Regions from separate parts of the Astyanax mexicanus genome. Here region 1 is linked to region 2. Evidence: chromatin contacts called from public Hi-C data. All regions are on one chromosome and are shown on one strand. Each heading gives the region's core, a stretch centred on a gene start, on an enhancer-like site or on the middle of the called end of the contact. The rest is flanking DNA. Distances are from core to core; before and after follow the strand shown. Region 1 holds the start of foxf1 (forkhead box F1). Region 2 has its middle 28 kb from the start of LOC111194757.

Region 1 (4,404 bases), core at 318-2,817, 86 kb before region 2:
ACAACCACGGTTTTTTCTAAAAATAATCATTTTTTGGAGGAATTGTCACTGTGAACAACATGTAAACTGATTTGTAGCTGCAGTCTTTCAAAACGTGTTTTTTGAGCAATGTAGGCAAACCTTGGTTGCATAAAAAATATTTTCTGTGAATAAATGTGAGTTATAAATTCAGAACAAAACCGTTACCTTGAAGATCACTCGTGCTGTGTCCGTTCTGGTGCAGATATGACTGGTCCAGGGAGTGCGTGGGTAAACTGGGCTGCAGGGGGTTCGTCCCAGGGTTGCAGGGCGAGAGCGGCTGCTGCTTGATATAGGACGCTCCATTGTTGAGAGAGGCGGACGGGGTGGGCGCCCACGCCGACGTGGGGCTCGAGTAAACGGGATGGGGTTCCATGACCCCTGGTCCGCTGGGCAGCAGCGGAGATGCGGCATTGTCGTGGTGTGGGTAGTCACCGGCGGACGGTCCCGTGCAGCTGCCCATGTACGAGTGTCCTCCATTGGCTGACAGATGGGACATGGAGTGTCCAGCCAGGCCCATACCGTCCATGTTGCCGGTCAAGTGTCCGTTCATCATCCCAATCCCACTTTCCAAAGACAAGCTGTTGGGAGGGCACGACAGCGCCCCTCCGCCGCCTTGGAAGTTGTAGGAGTCGGGGAGGTGGTTGAATCCCAGGCCGTTCATCATGCTGTACATGGAAGGCTTGAGCGCCTGGCACTTGCGCCTGAATCCGCGCGGCCTGCGCCGGAACGAACCCTCCTCGAACATGAACTCGCTGGCCGGGTCAATGGTCCAGTAGTGACCCTTGCCTGGGCGACCCAAGCCTTTGGGGAGCTTGATGAAGCACTCGTTGAGGGACAGGTTGTGGCGCACAGAGTTCTTCCAACCTTGGTAGGAGCCGCGGAAGAAGGGGAAGCGGCTCTGGAGGAACTGGTAGATCTCACTGAGGGTGAGGCGCTTGGTGGGAGAACTTTGAATGGCCATGACGATGAGAGCGATATAGGAGTACGGCGGTTTTTCGGGACGCCTGATGCCGGCGTTAGTTTTCTTGGTCTTGGTGGCAGAGGAGGCCGCGTCCATCGCTGCCGGCTTCTCTGGCGCAGACATTGGGCTGCTCTGGGCAGGAGTCTGCACGGATGGCTGCTGGATCTCGGCCGTCATTTAGGAGCTTGCCAGGAAGGGAACTCCCCCGCGGTGGATCTGCTTCTCGGGTAGCGTACAAAAAACAACACGAACACAGTTAACTCCCTCACAACCAACTCTGGACCATGACTTCTTTGCTTCAGATGCGCAACCAAAAGTATGGAAAGAAACGTCAAAGTTGGAAAAAAAAACTTCTTATTTCTCCTCTGGGTTGTTCCTCAGATAGCACAGTCCACAATGAAATGAAAATTTGAAGGTGGTGGTGCAAGTAGTAGAGGTGGGGGTTGGAAGTAGAAAAAAAACACGTTGGGGGAGGCTGCTAAGAGCTCCTACTCTTCTCCTCTCGTCTATCTTCTCCTCTCTTCTCAGCTCGTCCTCAGGAGATCGCCCTTTACTTATGTGAAGCCATGAGCGCCTTGCACGCTCTTGAGCAGAAGGAGGGCAGAAGCGCTCGACATGCTCCGCCCCCCATAGAGGCTACCAGTGCCCTCCCACTACAGAGCTGATGTTCTACAGCCAACAACATCTGGCTCCCTGCTTCTATCTGCGTTTGTAAGCTGAAATTGCCTTAAATGTATATACGCTTCATGTAGAATAATATTGTGCACGGGTGTGGACAATCGTATTCAATACTTATCAATTGGTTAATCAAGGGTTTTCGTTTTTTTGTGCTTTTAATTCTTAAAAATAACTGTAAAGGTTAACCAACACGAACAACAGTAGATAAGCTTACATTCCATGTACTGATTTCATAACGTTTTATTTTAGGATATATACGTACAATACAGTTTAATCTGATTTACTTATATTACCATTCTTTTTCAAGGTTTTATTTAATGTGTAATTTATTGTTTGGGCTACATGCTATCTGCACTGGTCATCAAGGGCTCTCGATTTTCTAAAATCCGCATTCTGCATCAAATAAAAACTAAAAAATGTGATTTAATAACCACAAAAAGTTGTATTACTGCACACAGTGGGGAGCATGGTCCCGTTTTCTTTTTAAGACAGACAGGAACATGGGCAGGATGTTTATACTGCAAAATGTAAACATTTTCCCTGGCCTTCCTTAAATAAAAAAATCAAGCAAAAGCTCCACAAGAGCTGCTAATACCCGTGCCGATACAATGGGTCCGTTTGGATGCAGAGCTCTTCTGGATCCTATGCTGCTTTTCAGCGAGGATTCGGCTTTTAGAAGCCGAGAACGAGTGAGAGAACGAGAGAGAGGAGTCCGGGATCTGGAGCTTACAGCTCAGGTGAAGATCGGATGACGACCTCTCGATAGAGCTCCGTGCTTCTCGACTGCGCGCTCGTCCATCACTCATCGGTGAGTCTAAAGACGCGTGAGCTCCACTTGTCACCTGGATTCAGACAGATGTTCATATTTTAGAAGGTCTGGTTTGAGAAGGGTGAGCACTCTGTAAAGTAAAAGTTTGCCGTCTGTTTGTTCGAGATAAGTTAAAATGCTAATTATTTCAGGTCAAACCGGAGAATAAAATACTTTATAATAAAAAAATAATACAAATGATAACAATGATGGATTATTTAATCAGCATGTTTGACAAACTCATGATGTGTTCTCCAAACACTAAGAAAAATATACCTTCTAGTATTTTCTAGTATGTGATCGTAGCCTAAATATCTTTCCAGGCACAAGGCGAAAAGCTTGGAGCTTGCCCTGGTGTAGAGTTCCAGGGAGAAGGCATCATCCCGTAGTTCAGGATAAGCAGCTAGTCCCTAGACTTCATGTATTGGTATAGCTATTAGCTTTACCTCTTCAAATTTTTTCACATAATTTATTTTATTTTGTACCTGCAGTTGACAATAATAAAATAAAAAAAATAATGGTTAAGGTCCATATGAAAGATTGTATATTAGAGTCTGTATGTCATGCTTGTCTGAATTTCTCAAATCGATCAAACCACGTGGCTACACGTGAACTTGTCACTTTTTAAATTTAAGACTACTGATTCCTAACAAAACGATAGACAATGCGATTTTAATGCATTAAAATACTAAAATATTAAACTTCAGACTAGATATTATCAGGACAATGACATGCAATCAAAATGTTAAATTCGAGACTATATATGATCTTGTTTGGGCTTATCAAAATTGTCTCAGCTCAAAATAATATCTAAATTAGCAAAAAAAAAAAAAAAAAAAACACTCAGCTTGTTATCCTAGCACTAAAATATTATGCCAAACTGTTCCATATATGGTAAACTGTATTGTCAGGGCAATTAAGTGCAATCTAAATGTGAAATGTTTTAAATAGAAGGGCAAACAGAGGACTGTTGGAGAACTGTTGGACCATGTTAAACTGGAGACTAGGTATTGTTAAGACAATGAAAGAAGAAAATTATCTGCCTTTGCCAGTTTAGATGATCCTTACAATATTCCGCTTTTGGGAAATGAGACAACATTTAATTGGATGATCACAATGATACTGTGGAAGATATGCATCTTAAGTACAAACACACACATTTTCGGTATTATAGCCCAAGTTGAGACATTATGCTGTATCAAACTACACTTTTTTTTTTTTTTTTACACCAAATAGGTTGATAATATAGCAGAGAGTCAACTCCACGCTTACATCCACCTTCTACTTTATTCCTCCGTTTGGCAGAAACCTTAAGTGACGTCGTGCCACAGGAGGCCTAAACGAAAATACACAACCGTCCGTCGTTAAGGAGATAGTCTGAAAGCTTGTCTGAAGGCTTAGGTCAGACTTAAACATGATGCTGCTGCTGGGACTGAGTCGGAAACTCAAGCAACTAAGAGATAAATAGAGTAAGAGAATGTTTTCTGATTAAACGGCGCTTTAGCAGAACTTCGTGTCCGATTGTGAGCGCACTGGACCACCCAGGCCTTCCCGTCCCCTGCGTTTAATTAAGACAGCCTTCAGCTCACTTCAGCTCACTCCAGTTCACTCCCCTCAGTTCAGCGCCCCTCTTTCACACTCCTTTAACCCCGCTGGCCTTCTTTGACATGCCCACTAAAATTTCATGTCCATGGACAGAAGATCAGCATATCTTCCGATGTTGTTTACTTGACCCTGGATCTCCTGTAGGTTACAGTAGAACTGAACACAACATTTAGTCTATTTAGTATTAATTCTACGTAGACAAATCGTTTTTTGTAGGGAGATGACTGGCTTGGTGGATCTGAAAAATATCCACGTTTCTTAAGCGTGGGCTTTTTTCCATGACGTCTTACTGTGAAATACCTGTAAAATATCTGGGAAATATCTGACAGCA
Region 2 (4,429 bases), core at 1,042-3,541:
ATTTTTAATTTTTTTGTTATATTTCATGATGAAAAACCGTCTTAAATTGGTCTTGGTCTTGGTCTTGGCCACTTCCTGTATCGGTTTTGACTTGACTACTGAAAGCCTTGGTCTTGACTTGGACTGAGACTCAACTACTAAATGTCTTGGTCATGATTTAAACTCGACTAGAAAAAGTCTTAGTCTTGATTTGTACATGAATACTAAAATCTTGACTCAGGTTCAATTACTAAAAGTCTTGGTCTTGATTTAAACTCGACTAGAAAAAGCCTAAGTCTTGACTTGTACATGAATACTAAAAGTCTTGACTCTGGCTCAATTACTAAAAGTCTTGGACTTGACTCAGGTTCAATTACTAAAAGTATTGGTCTTGACTCTGGCTCAATTACTAAAAGCCTTGGTCTTGACTCAGGTTCAATTACTAAAAGCCTTGGTCTTGACACTGGCTCAATTACTAAAAGTTTTGGTTTTGACTCAGGCTTGAAAACAAAGTTTTGATCTTGACTAAGGTTCAATTACTAAAAGTTTTAGTCTTGACTTGACATGATCCAACACTGTAGAAAGATAATTGACACATGTAGTATACTATAGGTTGGTTCAAATCACATTTTTTCATTGGCTCAACAAGCATTTTTAAGTTATGAACTTATTTTATTGAGTTGTACTGGCTGGTAAGTTCATTCAATTTTATATTAGTTCTCCTGACTGAAACACAAAATCACTTTTTAGAGTGTAGGAATTGTGTAAATATTCAGGCTGTATGAGATTAATTATCGAAGAACACCTTTGGGAACCTCTACAATTCCATGCAGTGATGTCTGGTATGCTGTGTTACACATGACTTACACATGTATGTTTATGTGTACATATGTATGTTTAGCTCAATAAATATTGCCCATATGAGTCTAAATTTTAATCATCAATCTTATATAGAAATTTTGATTCAATAAAAATCTAATGCATTACTTGATTTAAGTAATATACATTTAACAATTTAAAAACAAGTTCTGAGAAACTCTTTAATCTTGCAACTGCAATAACACAGCATAAAGTGAAATATACTAGATCACTATAAGTAGTTGATATTTAACTTTTTTTGCTCACATTCAGAAATAAAACAGTGGATGTATAGCCATATATAGTTCTCTTTTACAGCGCACTATATGGGACTGTGTTCTTGTTGGACAGCAGTAAAAGCGAGGCCTGTGGCAGTTGTTTTGGGGGATCTGGTGCAGCAGAAACAGGCCTCTGGTTGTTTATGAGAGGAGGCTGGTCTGAGAGGAGGGAGTGTGCTGGGCGAGTGCTGGGCTGGAGAGGAGCAGGCTGTAGAATAAGCACTGAGAATCCGCTGCAGCAGGACTCCAGGGAGAAGCCGGCTGCCTCTGGCACTCATCAGCAGGCAAACAGACGCGCAGGACGGACAGCCTTATCACTGTGCTGACTGTCAATCACAAGTCAGCCTAACCACTGCCCACACACACACACACACACACACATAATAGTTTGTTTTATACAATGTCAGAATGTGGTGCCAATGTAACAACCTATTTTTTATGAAAAGTTAAATATCTAGCTAATTTAAAGGATATTCAATAAATAATTATACAAAAAAATATAGAATTTAAAGAATATAGGCCAATAGTAATGTTGAGTATCAAGCAGTATAATATTATTTTTAATATAAAAATGGACAACTTGAAACCATCCATTTGCAGTTGTGTCATCCCCCTTTAGGCAGTGTCAGTGTGTAATCATTCCCTCCAGGCTACCTTCTCCTATGTGTTGTGTATATAATTTAATTATATTGAAAAACGATCTGCCTTGACGTCAATGTTATCATTTATTGTGCTGTTGAGGATGCCATTAAGTTTGCAAATAGGCCTTATAAGGATGAAATTAGTCAATATAGGTAATAGATAACTTAAAGTTTATGATATTTATATCATGTTTTTGTTGTAAAAATACAAATCAAACTAATATGGTGTGAGATGACTATTACTGCTTTGAAATATTACTACTTTAAGTTGGATAGGCCAAATTTAGTTCTGTTTTTCATACCGTTTTTTATTAGATACTTTTTGAGTGTAGAATTGCTGCCTCTTTTACAGAAATGATGAGCACACTGACTCAGATTTTCCTGATTCTCCAGTGTTCACGGCTGTTGATAAGCCATGGCTCGTATGGTTGGAGGGGCAGTGTTGTTGTTTTGACAGTCAGGGCGCTGTGAGTTTGCAGTAATCTGATCCAGTTTAAGGCTATTCCAGGGCACTGGAGCTGAAACGGGAGCTCACAGCCTCACTGCATCCCCTGAGACACACTCAGCCAAATCATATGCTGCCCACTGACAGACAAATGCATCCATTATGCCTATTTAGTGCAGGGCATGGGTGAAAGGGCAAGAGGCAGAGCAAAGGGATTGCCAAATGCCCCGGTCACCATCGTCTTTAGAGAGAGGGAGGGACTGACGGAATAGTAGTAAAGAGGAAGAGAATGAGAATTGGGGAGGTTTATCGTTCCAGTTAGAGAACCAATAGTGTAGAATATTGCAGAACATTAGGTGAGATCATGTTGGAACATTGATACTGGGGCTTAGAATTGAATATCGCCGCTGTCCAATGAAAAACACTTATCTCCAAAACAGCGACTTTACAGGAGAGAGAAAAAACCTTGTAAACTTTCAATGAAAGTCAATGTAAAAAGAGTTTATTTCAGGTCATTTTTAAGAGTTTTTATTGGTCCGTTCATCAAGAAATGTTGGCACAGTGTAAGGGACAGTTTGTCTGTTCAAAGTATGTAGTAAACTAAAAATCAACAAAAATGAAGACAAGTGTTTTTCATAGGACAGTGACGATATGCAGAATCAAAGATATTTAAAAAATTGTTCATCCTGCTTTTATTGAAGTAACTGTCTTTACTCTCCAGGAAAGCCTTTTGTTGGATTTTGGTGTGTTGCTGTTAGGATTTGAATTAGAGAAGTATTGCCAATAGAATAGGGCTCTATAAAAACCCATCTGTATTGCAGTTAGTTTTCTAAAATGAGTTGATGGAGAGTTGGGGATGAGCTTGGTGGTGATCATCAACTATTACTAATATTATAAAATATATCACACAAAGCATGATAACCTATTGTGCCATCTTTATTTTTAAGAGTGTAGCATATTTACATATTTATATTTGTACCTTTTTAAAGGTTTTAAATGTGAGTAAGTGAGGTTGAGTGTGTAAACAGTGTGTAGTGATCAGCTGCTGGGTGATAGCAGGATGTATTCTCAGTGAGAACATGCCAAAGGCCAGCTGAAACCCTCACAGGGAGCTGGAGAAGGCTGCAGAAGACCACACCAGCTGGCTTTCATTCTACGAACTCGGCTGTCGCAATGGCAGCGCTCAATTCAGCTTACATCGTGCTTGACCCCGAGCTGGCATGTGGATGGTATGTTTAATGCTGCCAGTAAGTGTAGTGATGTCACCTTTAGTAGATCTTGTAGTCTGGTTTCTGACCAGGCTTGATGATGACAGGATTGATAGATCTAAGTCCTTTAACATGGTTTTGTTGAAAGTATGCTAAAGGGCCATAACATTAAAACCACCAGCCTAAAATTGTGGAATGGACTCAACAAGAACTCTGAAGGTGTCCTGTGTTCTCTGCCACCAGGTCTAACCTTAGCAGCAGATCTTTTAAGCCCTTTAAGTTGTGAGATTGGACTTTCATGAGCATCACTGAAAGCCTTGGGGTCAATGACCCTTTTACCAGTATAGCCATTGTCCTTCGTTGGAGCATTTTTGGAAACATCACCTGATGTTTCCAAAAAGACCTGCCCATTGGTGGTCTTCCAATATGTTGATTATCGTCAAATTATTTTAGATTATTCAGTTGCCAAATTTTCTGCTTCTAACATCAACACCAACTTCAAGAGCTCGCTGGTCATTTCCTAGAAAATCAACTTTGATCCTATTACCTGTCAGTGGTTTAAATGTTATGACTGTTTTTGGATTGTCTTGGAAAACTTTAAGCTGCGGGGCCTTCCATGTGTTTGTATTATTTATAGCTCAGTTGAATTGTAAATACAATAGTATTGGGACACCTGTTCATTCAGTGCATCCCAAAAGTATTGGATGGAGCACCATAATTCCAAAGAACACAGTTCCACTGCTCTATAGCTCTATAGCTCAGGGCTGGGTGGCTTTATATCCATATATTCCACACCTGACATTAGGAATAATGCTAATAGGTTCATGGTAACCTGATCCAGAAAGTTCTATTCTATTGCTTGTATGTATCTACAGCGTCTAGACATGATTTTTCAGCAATAAGTGTAAATTAAAGTAGCTTAATGCATTCATTAGGACCCAGCTGGTACATGACCATCCTTTAGTGTTGAAATGTGAGGTTAAAATAATGTTGTAGTTTCAGTTTAAAACAATACTGAAA

Evidence for each region. A called contact is a pair of places that touch in the nucleus more often than the background predicts.
Region 1: a Hi-C map of muscle shows a contact between it and region 2, with 18 times the contacts expected there. The contact joins the promoter of foxf1 here to the enhancer-like site in region 2. A contact is called at or near these places in 2 of 3 Hi-C or Micro-C datasets (both in muscle).

Annotation. Positions count from the first base shown.
Region 1 is chr9:13,108,085-13,112,488 of AstMex3_surface, reverse strand. foxf1 (forkhead box F1) reads right to left here and starts at 1,567. Exons shown (of 2, transcript XM_007244016.4): 1 at 187-1,567. The coding sequence starts at 1,159. It overlaps LOC111194758 (a long non-coding RNA gene), which reads left to right and starts at 1,998. Exons shown (of 2, transcript XR_007440690.1): 1 at 1,998-2,468.
Region 2 is chr9:13,022,748-13,027,176 of AstMex3_surface, reverse strand. No RefSeq gene overlaps it. Among protein-coding and RNA genes, the nearest start is that of LOC111194757, 28 kb to the right of the region's middle. Within about 2 kb of position 2,291, the one cell type or tissue checked has an H3K27ac peak away from gene starts, as active enhancers do.